Regions from separate parts of the Zea mays genome. Here region 2 is linked to region 1. Evidence: chromatin contacts called from public Hi-C data. All regions are on one chromosome and are shown on one strand. Each heading gives the region's core, a stretch centred on a gene start, on an enhancer-like site or on the middle of the called end of the contact. The rest is flanking DNA. Distances are from core to core; before and after follow the strand shown.

Evidence for each region. Hi-C and Micro-C count contacts between places; a contact is called where the count stands out from the background.
Region 2: a contact with region 1 is called in a Hi-C map of leaf, with 8 times the contacts expected there. The contact joins the promoter of LOC606448 here to the promoter of LOC103635321 in region 1. A contact is called at or near these places in 4 of 25 Hi-C or Micro-C datasets (ear, leaf, root tip and 1 more).

What each region holds. Positions count from the first base shown.
Region 1 is chr8:69,279,425-69,283,579 of Zm-B73-REFERENCE-NAM-5.0, reverse strand. It overlaps LOC103635321 (mucin-19), which reads left to right and starts at 2,345. Exons shown (of 1, transcript XM_008657804.3): 1 at 2,345-4,130. The coding sequence starts at 2,815. The coding sequence ends at 3,879.
Region 2 is chr8:69,576,553-69,580,707 of Zm-B73-REFERENCE-NAM-5.0, reverse strand. It overlaps LOC606448, which reads right to left and starts at 2,486. Exons shown (of 4, transcript NM_001112316.1): 1 at 1,888-2,486; 2 at 1,324-1,582; 3 at 732-936; 4 at 330-643. The coding sequence starts at 2,447. The coding sequence ends at 766.

The DNA.
Region 1 (4,155 bases), core at 1,096-3,595:
GAAACGGGACGGATACGGATACAGAGACCGGATATTTATCCGGACGGATAAGTGACGGATACAGATATTATTTGATCGGATATCAAATACTTGTCGAATAATACATTAATTAGTTATCATAAAATATTCTTGTTCGGCCACGAAATTGCAAGTAAGTTAATACTAATAAACATTTAATATAAGATAATCTCAAGTTCCCACATAAAAATGGTAAAGTGAAGTATTGATTATATTGAAACTTGGATACTTAGAGTGATTTCACGTGTAACTCACGCAATAAGTGGAAATAAAATAGAAGAAACGTTGACATCCTGTAGATTTTATGGCCCCATTATTTTTTATGACTATATGTGGCCATATGTTGTACCTTCGTATAATTTCATAGATTTCTGAGGCTATTTATACATTATTAATTTCTTTCTACATAAAATCATCAAAATATAATTAAAATTCATAAATACACTAGTTTTGACCCAAAATTACAAAAGCTTACCAAAACAAATAAACATTCTATTCAAATAAAACATCAAGTCGCCACATAAAAATGATAAGTGAAATATTAATTATGTTGAAACTTCGATACATAAAATGATTTCACGTGTAACTCACGCAATAAGTGGGAGTGGAATAGAATAAACACCAACATCTTGTGGATTTTATAATCCAAATGTTTTTGAGAACTATATGTGGATATATGTTGGCCCCGTAAAAATTCATTATTTTTTAGGCTATTTGGTGTATTATTAATTTCTTATTTTAGAAAATCATCAAAATACAATTAAATTCATAAAAATATTGTAGCTTCGACCGTAAATTAGAAATAAGTTACCAATATTAATAAATAGTTTATAAAAAGATAATCCTAAGTTCCCACATGGAGATAATCTTAAGTCCCACAAGAAAATGATAAAGTCTATTATTTTGATATAAATTTAGACATTATTTCAAAGATTTTGGCCTAAAAATATGTTTAAACAAAAATGTGTTGTACAACAAAGTTATAGATCTCTTCGAGCTCTACAATTTTCATATAAACTTTATCTTCATCCGATTTCATATGTAAAAGTTATGATTTTATAACTATATTATTATACAGAAAAAGAAAAAACGGTACCCGAATTTCGGGTACCCGTATCCGACCCGAATCCGAAGCTATACTATCCGGGTATTACACGTATCCGTCCCGAATATAAAAATACTCGTACCCGTATCCAAAAAATATTCCCGAATCAGTACCCATATCCTATACCCGTTTCGAATACCCTGCCCGTTTTCACCCCTAACGAGGGCCGGCTGCTTCAGGACCAATACCGACGCAAGCATCAGTATCGGTTGCAGTTGCAGCTATCACATGCTTGTAGAGGGCATTAATACCAGCTGCTGCATGGTCTCGTCTACCAATAGTCATGTCAACTCTGTCATCATGGCTTTTTCTTTCTCCTTGTTGTTTGGGTGTTTCACGTCGTCGTCAAGAACAGATAGTGTCTACCGGACCGTCATCAAGAAAGAAACACACAACCATCTCTTCTTAAGCATACTGTTTAGTTTGTTAGTGCAAGTCGGTCTTAATCGTAATTGTTATGGTGCCTATGCATGTTTAGATATTGTATAATACTGATTCGTTTTTTTTGTTTAAGCATGTCGTCATGGTTATTCTTTATTTTTTGGATTAAATCAAAACCAAGCAATCGCCCAACACTTATGTGGTGTTTGGTTTTAGAGACTAATTTTTAGTCCCTCCAATTTATTCCACTTTAGTCACTAAATTGTCAAATATGGAAACTAAAATAGAGTTATAGTTTCCATATTTTGCAATTTATAAACTAAAGTGTAATGAAATGTAGGGACTAAAAATTAGTCCCTAGTAACCAAACACTACCTTAGTCACGTTGCTTCCATTTTACCGCCCGCTAGTGTTCTGTAAAGCGCTGCATGAGCCTGCTCATCTTCCTCTGACGTGTTAGCTCAACCTCTATCCCCTCTTCCCCATCAGAAATGCCTCCCATTCCCCATCAGAGGAGAACAATAGCTTTGTGTTCCTCGCTACTCCTTTCGCCTCCTCCACGTTGCTGTCTTCTACTTCCTTTCTATCCCCTTCCGTGCTGTTAACATGCTGTTCTTCCCACCAAACGAAACGATTCTTCTTCCTCCGCACCCGATCGATCACCCCAGTGCAAGACCAATAATGCAGCGGGCGATGGATGTGAGGTGGATGAGTGGTGGTCGGAGCGATCGGGATCGTGCGGCCGTACACCCGCGCAGGCACGGATCGCTATCAGCGGGGGCGTCCGGGACGAGGCGCCGGACAGAGGAGCACCCACCCACCCACCCACTCCGACTCGACTCGACTCCCTCTGCTCTCTGGCGTCCCCATCTGGCTGTAAGATTCATGAGGCAGGCAGCGATCGCAGTCGCAGGCAGCTGCCCAAGGACGGTGCCGCACATGCCACGGGCATGCTTGCCCCATATGGTACCCTGAGCCCGGCGGCAGCCTTGCTCATCGCTTTGCTTGTCCCCCTCCCTTTTGATCCCAGTAAAACGTTTCCCGCTTAAGCTCGTCGCACTGTTCCTGTCGCTCGCCGCTCAGTCGCTCCCGCGTTCTTCTTTTTACTGCGCCAGTTAAAGGCCACCGCCGCCGTACACGTGCTGTGCTACCTACTTAAACGAGCCACAGGGAGGGCGGCAGCTGGGCTTGAGTGGCTGACTGCGCATGCGGATCCGCTCGGCTGCGCGCGCGGGCAATCAGAGCCGCGGCACAGAGCATTCAATTCACTCGGGGTCGGTGGATCAGCTCAGCGTGGCGGCGACCTTGAGATGAGTCGCGCGGCGCAGACAGGAGGAGCCGGGGCCGGGGGCGGAGGCGCGGCGAGGCTCAAGGCGTCGCCGCGTGCGCTCTTCTCCTGCGGCATCTTCAGCACCTGCACGCACCCTGCGCTGAGCCCGACGGCGACGCCCAACAACAATGTGGTGTCGGGGAGCGGTGGCGGCGGCTCGGGCACGCCCTGCGCCGAGGCGTCGACCGCGTTGCCGGTGACGGTGGAGGCTGCGGCGGCGGCGTCGTCCACGCCACCGCCTCCGCAGCGGCAGCCGCACCACCAGCGGGCGCAGCGGAACGTCGGGCCGTCGTCGTCCTCCTCCTCGTCGTCCTCGTCCGCGTCGCAGAGCTTCACGCAGTGGAGGCTGCCGGTGCACCACCCGCAGCAGTCGCAGGCGCCGGCGTCGGCGTCCTCGAGCGGGGGGGACGCGCTGCTGGGCGCGGAGGAGAAGTTCGCGGCGGGGGAGGTGGTGGCGGCGCTGCGGGCGGTGGAGCGGGAGATGGAGGCCGCGGCGAGGCCGGTGCCGGCGGGGGTGGTGGCCGGGGTGGTCGCGGCGGTGCGGGAGCCGTTGACGGCGCCGGCGCGGCTGGCCGCCAAGGCGCTGCTCGCCGTGCTGCTGGAGGAGGGGAACCGGGAGGCGGCGGTGGAGGCCGGCGCGGCGTCGGCTGCCGTGGAGGCGGTGGCGGCGTCCGGGCCGGCGGGGGCCACGGCCGAGCGGGCGCTGGCCGCGCTCGAGCTGCTGTGCACGGCCCCCGGCGGCGCCCCCGCGGTGCGCAGGGAGGCCCTGGCCGCGCCGGTGCTGGCGCGCGCGGTGGAGGGCATGGCCGGCCGCGGCCGGGAGTGCGCCATCGGCGTCCTGGCCGCCATCTACGGCGCTGGCGGTGAGGATGATCGGGGGGCCTCGTCCTCGCCGCCTCCGCCGCCGGAGGTGGTGAAGGCGGTTGTGGCGGCGATGCAGGGCGAGTGCAGCGCGCGTGGGCGGCGCAAGGGCGCGCAGCTGCTGCGCGCGCTGCAGCAGGCCGGCCGCCTCGGGCTCGCGTGGGACGGCGTCGGCGACCAGTGAGCCTCAGCGTGGCGTGGGACCCTGGTCGCAGTGACCAGTGCGATGGATTAGGTAGTTGCTGTGGGACCTAGGCTACTGAAGCGTGGGCCCGAGTGAGGACGGGCGGGGAGCAGTGTATTTTGGCTTTGCAAACGGTGGATGGGCTGATTTGATTGGTATGTTGTGGTGGTCACCTTTTGTAGCCTGTGATTTGTACTATCTTCCTCGTGGAAATTTATCGCGCGGCGCGTCTGCCCTCTTGCCCTCTGACCTCCACCTGGCTCCATATACGGCTGG
Region 2 (4,155 bases), core at 1,237-3,736, 300 kb before region 1:
GATGCCTGGCGGATACCCAACTTTGCAAGCAGGGCAGACTGAGATGAGCGGATGAGCCCACCTTGTCACCCCCTTCGTGATCAGTAGGACAGTAGCTGCTGCGCCGTCCAGTACGCCTGACTTGTGTCGGCGAGTGTTTTTACATGCCACCAAGAGATCAGATCTCAAACACAAACAGAACCAAACCTCTCACTGTTACAGAACACGAGCGTAGCTACGTACACTGACGCAGACGCGCAAAGGTCATTGCCTCGTGGCAAAGCAACTCATGGAAAGCCAAAACGACTGAAAAGCTGATCGGTTTTGCTTGAATCTCTTCACGTATCAACTATCAAGAAGGTATTTTTGCCTTTCCTCTTAAAAACAGCTGCAATGTATGAGAGCCTTTATACATCTGTAGTAAGGTAACACACACAGTATGAAAAGAACAGAAGAGCCTACATGAAAAGAAAGTCTACACGGCGTATCTAGCTGCTGGTGAATATAAGGAGAAACACAAAATAAAGGGCATAACAGGAATACACAAAACTAAAAGGCGCGCGGGGGAAGGGAGTAAGATCTCAGCGTGCAGTATCCATGTAATCTTTGGCGCAACTCGCTCAGGATGGCATGGACGAGCAGCCTATGTGGAGTTCTGGACCACCTGGTAACAGCAGGGAGTTGAAATTTAGAACTACCAATACGCTGGAGACGTGTGCTCCAAACTTCTCTGCCTTGCTGGGAGAAATCACCTCTAGAAGCAGGCACAGTGGCAGCGGCAGGAAACTATGTCACAGGCATGTCCGGTTCTAGGTTCTTATATAGTGCCCAGCCTGTGGGGTAGTTGACTCGAGGAGGTTCCAGGTTGAAATTCCAGACCATAACCCGACTGCAATTGTCCGGAAGACCCTCTACCTGGCGCTCGTTCTTAACGAGCTTTTCTATAAATCGTGATTCCTGCAAAAAAAACATATGTCAGGTCAGACCACATTGCTTCGTTCTATGTCAGGAAAGATGGCCATGGTGCATTTGCAATTGGTGGCGATACTTGCAATTTGTGGCGACACATGTCACACTTATGGTTTTTATCTATTAATTTTGCCTCCATTGTTAATCTATTATTTTATTGCAGAACCAAATTCTACGGTATGTTGTTCCACTTCCACCACGACATTGGCCATTTTTATAAGAATGGAGAGCTGTAAACTGAAGTTTCGCTAAGTAGCAACTAGGACCAACCTTCAACATAGATGAGTCCTGACTTTACACAAGAGTTCCATCAACTATGTGAAAAATTACTGCAGCCTCCCTACCATTACAGTTCAAATATCCAAACAAACTCACCTGCAAACCACCTCTTCCACCTGAGTGGACCATAACAGAATCCATAGGTGGGCGGTTCCATCTTTGAGGGTCCCACAACATTGTGCTGTTGAAAGCAAATGCAGAGAAGCCAATTGGGAATCGACGAGTCGAACTCTTCTTCTGAACCGTCTGGACTGTGTGCCATCCCATGACTCGGTTTCCTTTGCAAATAGGGCCTTCCAAAACTGCCCTATACTTCGTTCCAACATGGATTGCTACAGGCCATGAGCCAAAGCGCCTGAAAAACATAGCACGTCTCATGAGAAGGGAAGCCAGATTGTCTCGTTTAGTTCTACCGAAATATGGCTAGCAGATCTTGAGTTTTGACCTGAAACTTCTGGTTAGCAGTTTGAGGGAGCACTGTGGTTCTCTAGCTCCATCATTCCAATTAAACTAATCAAGGCTATGTGATGCTTACAATCTTATATGTCAATATAAAACTACATTTAACTGTTTATTATGAATCATCAAAACAATTTGTAGACAATAAGTTCATTACAGATATATCAGTACAGGCAAAAAAATGTGGTAGAGAGCTCTGACCTGATCTTCTGCATTTCTTCAAATACATCAGCTGAGTATGACCGCTCTTCATCAGCAAAATGCATTATACCATCAAGGTGATGCCTTTTGACATGATAGATTGCATTATTCCTTTGACATACAGCAATCTTTCGTACACTCGTGGTATTCTTTCTACATATAAGATGCCTGTACATAACCCCAGAAGACCTCAGAATTTCTGCTGTTTCATAGGACTGTTCAGGCCATTCCACCACCAACCATAAAAGAGGTGCCTGTACAGCTTTCAAAACATGGGCTAGCCGATTCAAGTAATATGCCTGTTGTGGCCGAACAGAAGTGATCGTCACGATTATCAGCAGCTTCTTCACAGGAATGTCAGATTCTTCAATAGCAGGTAATGCAGGTGAAGATTCAGCAAAATCTGCCTCATCATCCAACATTGCAGGAACTGGAGGGCTCTCTTGAACCTGAGGCTCGTCAATCAGTTCGACCTCTTTCTCTACTACAACTGTCTCCAACTCCTTAACTTTGGTGCCCATCATTTCCGCCTCAATCACACCATCATGGAACGGAAGCCTCTCGTTTTCGGATACTATTTTCTTGTAAACATCGACAGAGAACAAAGGCATGAACCCAATGAAAATGCCAACCATGAAAAAGAACAGCAGATGGACTGCAACTCTCCTGCAGGTCAACCCCTTTGATTTTGACCTCTCCTGTGATCGGCCATGCCTCTGGGAAGTCATAGCCGCGCACACAGATTTTAGCTTGCTCGACAGCAGGAAAAAGTCCAAGGAGATCACTGAGGCCAGCAACCCCCTCATTGCGACATAGGACTGTGAGTACAGCAGTTTTGGGGACGGCGAGGGATTGTTGAACTCGGACCAGTCCCTAACCGACCCTTCCCGTAGGATAATCCCACTGTTCCTTCGACTGGACACCATTCCAGAATCAAGGCTTCGTGATGCATGTACTCCTCCTGAATTACTCAAAAGCACGAGTCCTTTATTCCACGGTTGTTGCACTTTCTATCCCTTTAACTCATGTAAGACTGCAAAACATTCTTCCCTGATGAGGTCATCAATCGAATTGTACCTGCAAAACAACGTGATGCGAGGCGTGCGTCAGCTCAGCTCAAGATCAATCAATACATGCTCACGCTAACCCATAGAGCAGGCTAAACTGAAACATTCTCCCGGAGCAGCGATCCAAATTGAAGGAGAGCAAGATCCAAAGCTAAAGCCTAAAGGTACAGACTCTAAGAACTTAGAAGATCACCAAGGAAACCAGACATTTCTGAGGCGGGCCTAACTAACAGCCATGGGGGGATCAACTGAACCCCGCAAATTTACTGCTACCATCAATCCACTCCACCGCGCAGACGCCCAGGACGGGAATCCGCAAGCTAGCTGGACGGATCGGATTCTTCTTGTGCAGGACAAAGCAAGCGAACCAGCAACCCGTCCAAGCAAGCAAAGGCTTCCTTACCCAGGACGGAAGACGAGCAGCCAGGCCCAGACGTGATCTCCAATTAGCGTCGGTGAGAGAAGGAAGCGGCGGCGGCGGCGGCGGCGGCGGCGGTGCGAGCAGAACGCCTGATCTAGATGCAGGGGGCTGCTTGCTTCGCGTACGGCTCTCTGGCTGGCTCGCCCCCCTCCCGCTCCCCCTCCCCTTCCCACCACGCCTCTCCTTTTCAGAAACCGCGGCCCGTGGTGTTGAGCTGTTCCCGGCTCCGGCTTGACTTCTCGCTCCCTCCCTTTCTCTCTCCACGCAAACCGAGACAGGGGGAGTTGGTGAGGGTATGGTTGGATAGAGAAAAAGGAGCTCCTCGCGGAGGCGGAGGTGAGCGAGACGAGTAAACAAATCGCGGGCGGTCGCCGTCGCCGGTCGGCGTCGGTCGGTCTGGACTCTGGAGGGAGGTCAGTTGCGTCGCCGGTTGCAATCCAGCCCCTGGATTCTTGCGGTTTTACAGACGGTGACCGTTGTAACGCGACGGATCATGTAAAATCTCTATTGGTCCTGCCTCGTATTTTTATAAATAACTCCTATTTGAAATGGCCCACACATATAGATTACATCTAATTTATTTCGTCTATCCACTCTCTATCCTAAGTGAATCTGCGCCCTCACACGAGGCACGAGCGCCTCAGTCACCCATACAATGACACAAACTCACACACGTCATGTCTTTTGTTCATACAAACTAACGACATGACAAGTGGGCTCGCGCCAAATGCACCGCGACAGGAGCCCAATAACCCATGCACGTCGCTCCGTAAGGGATGG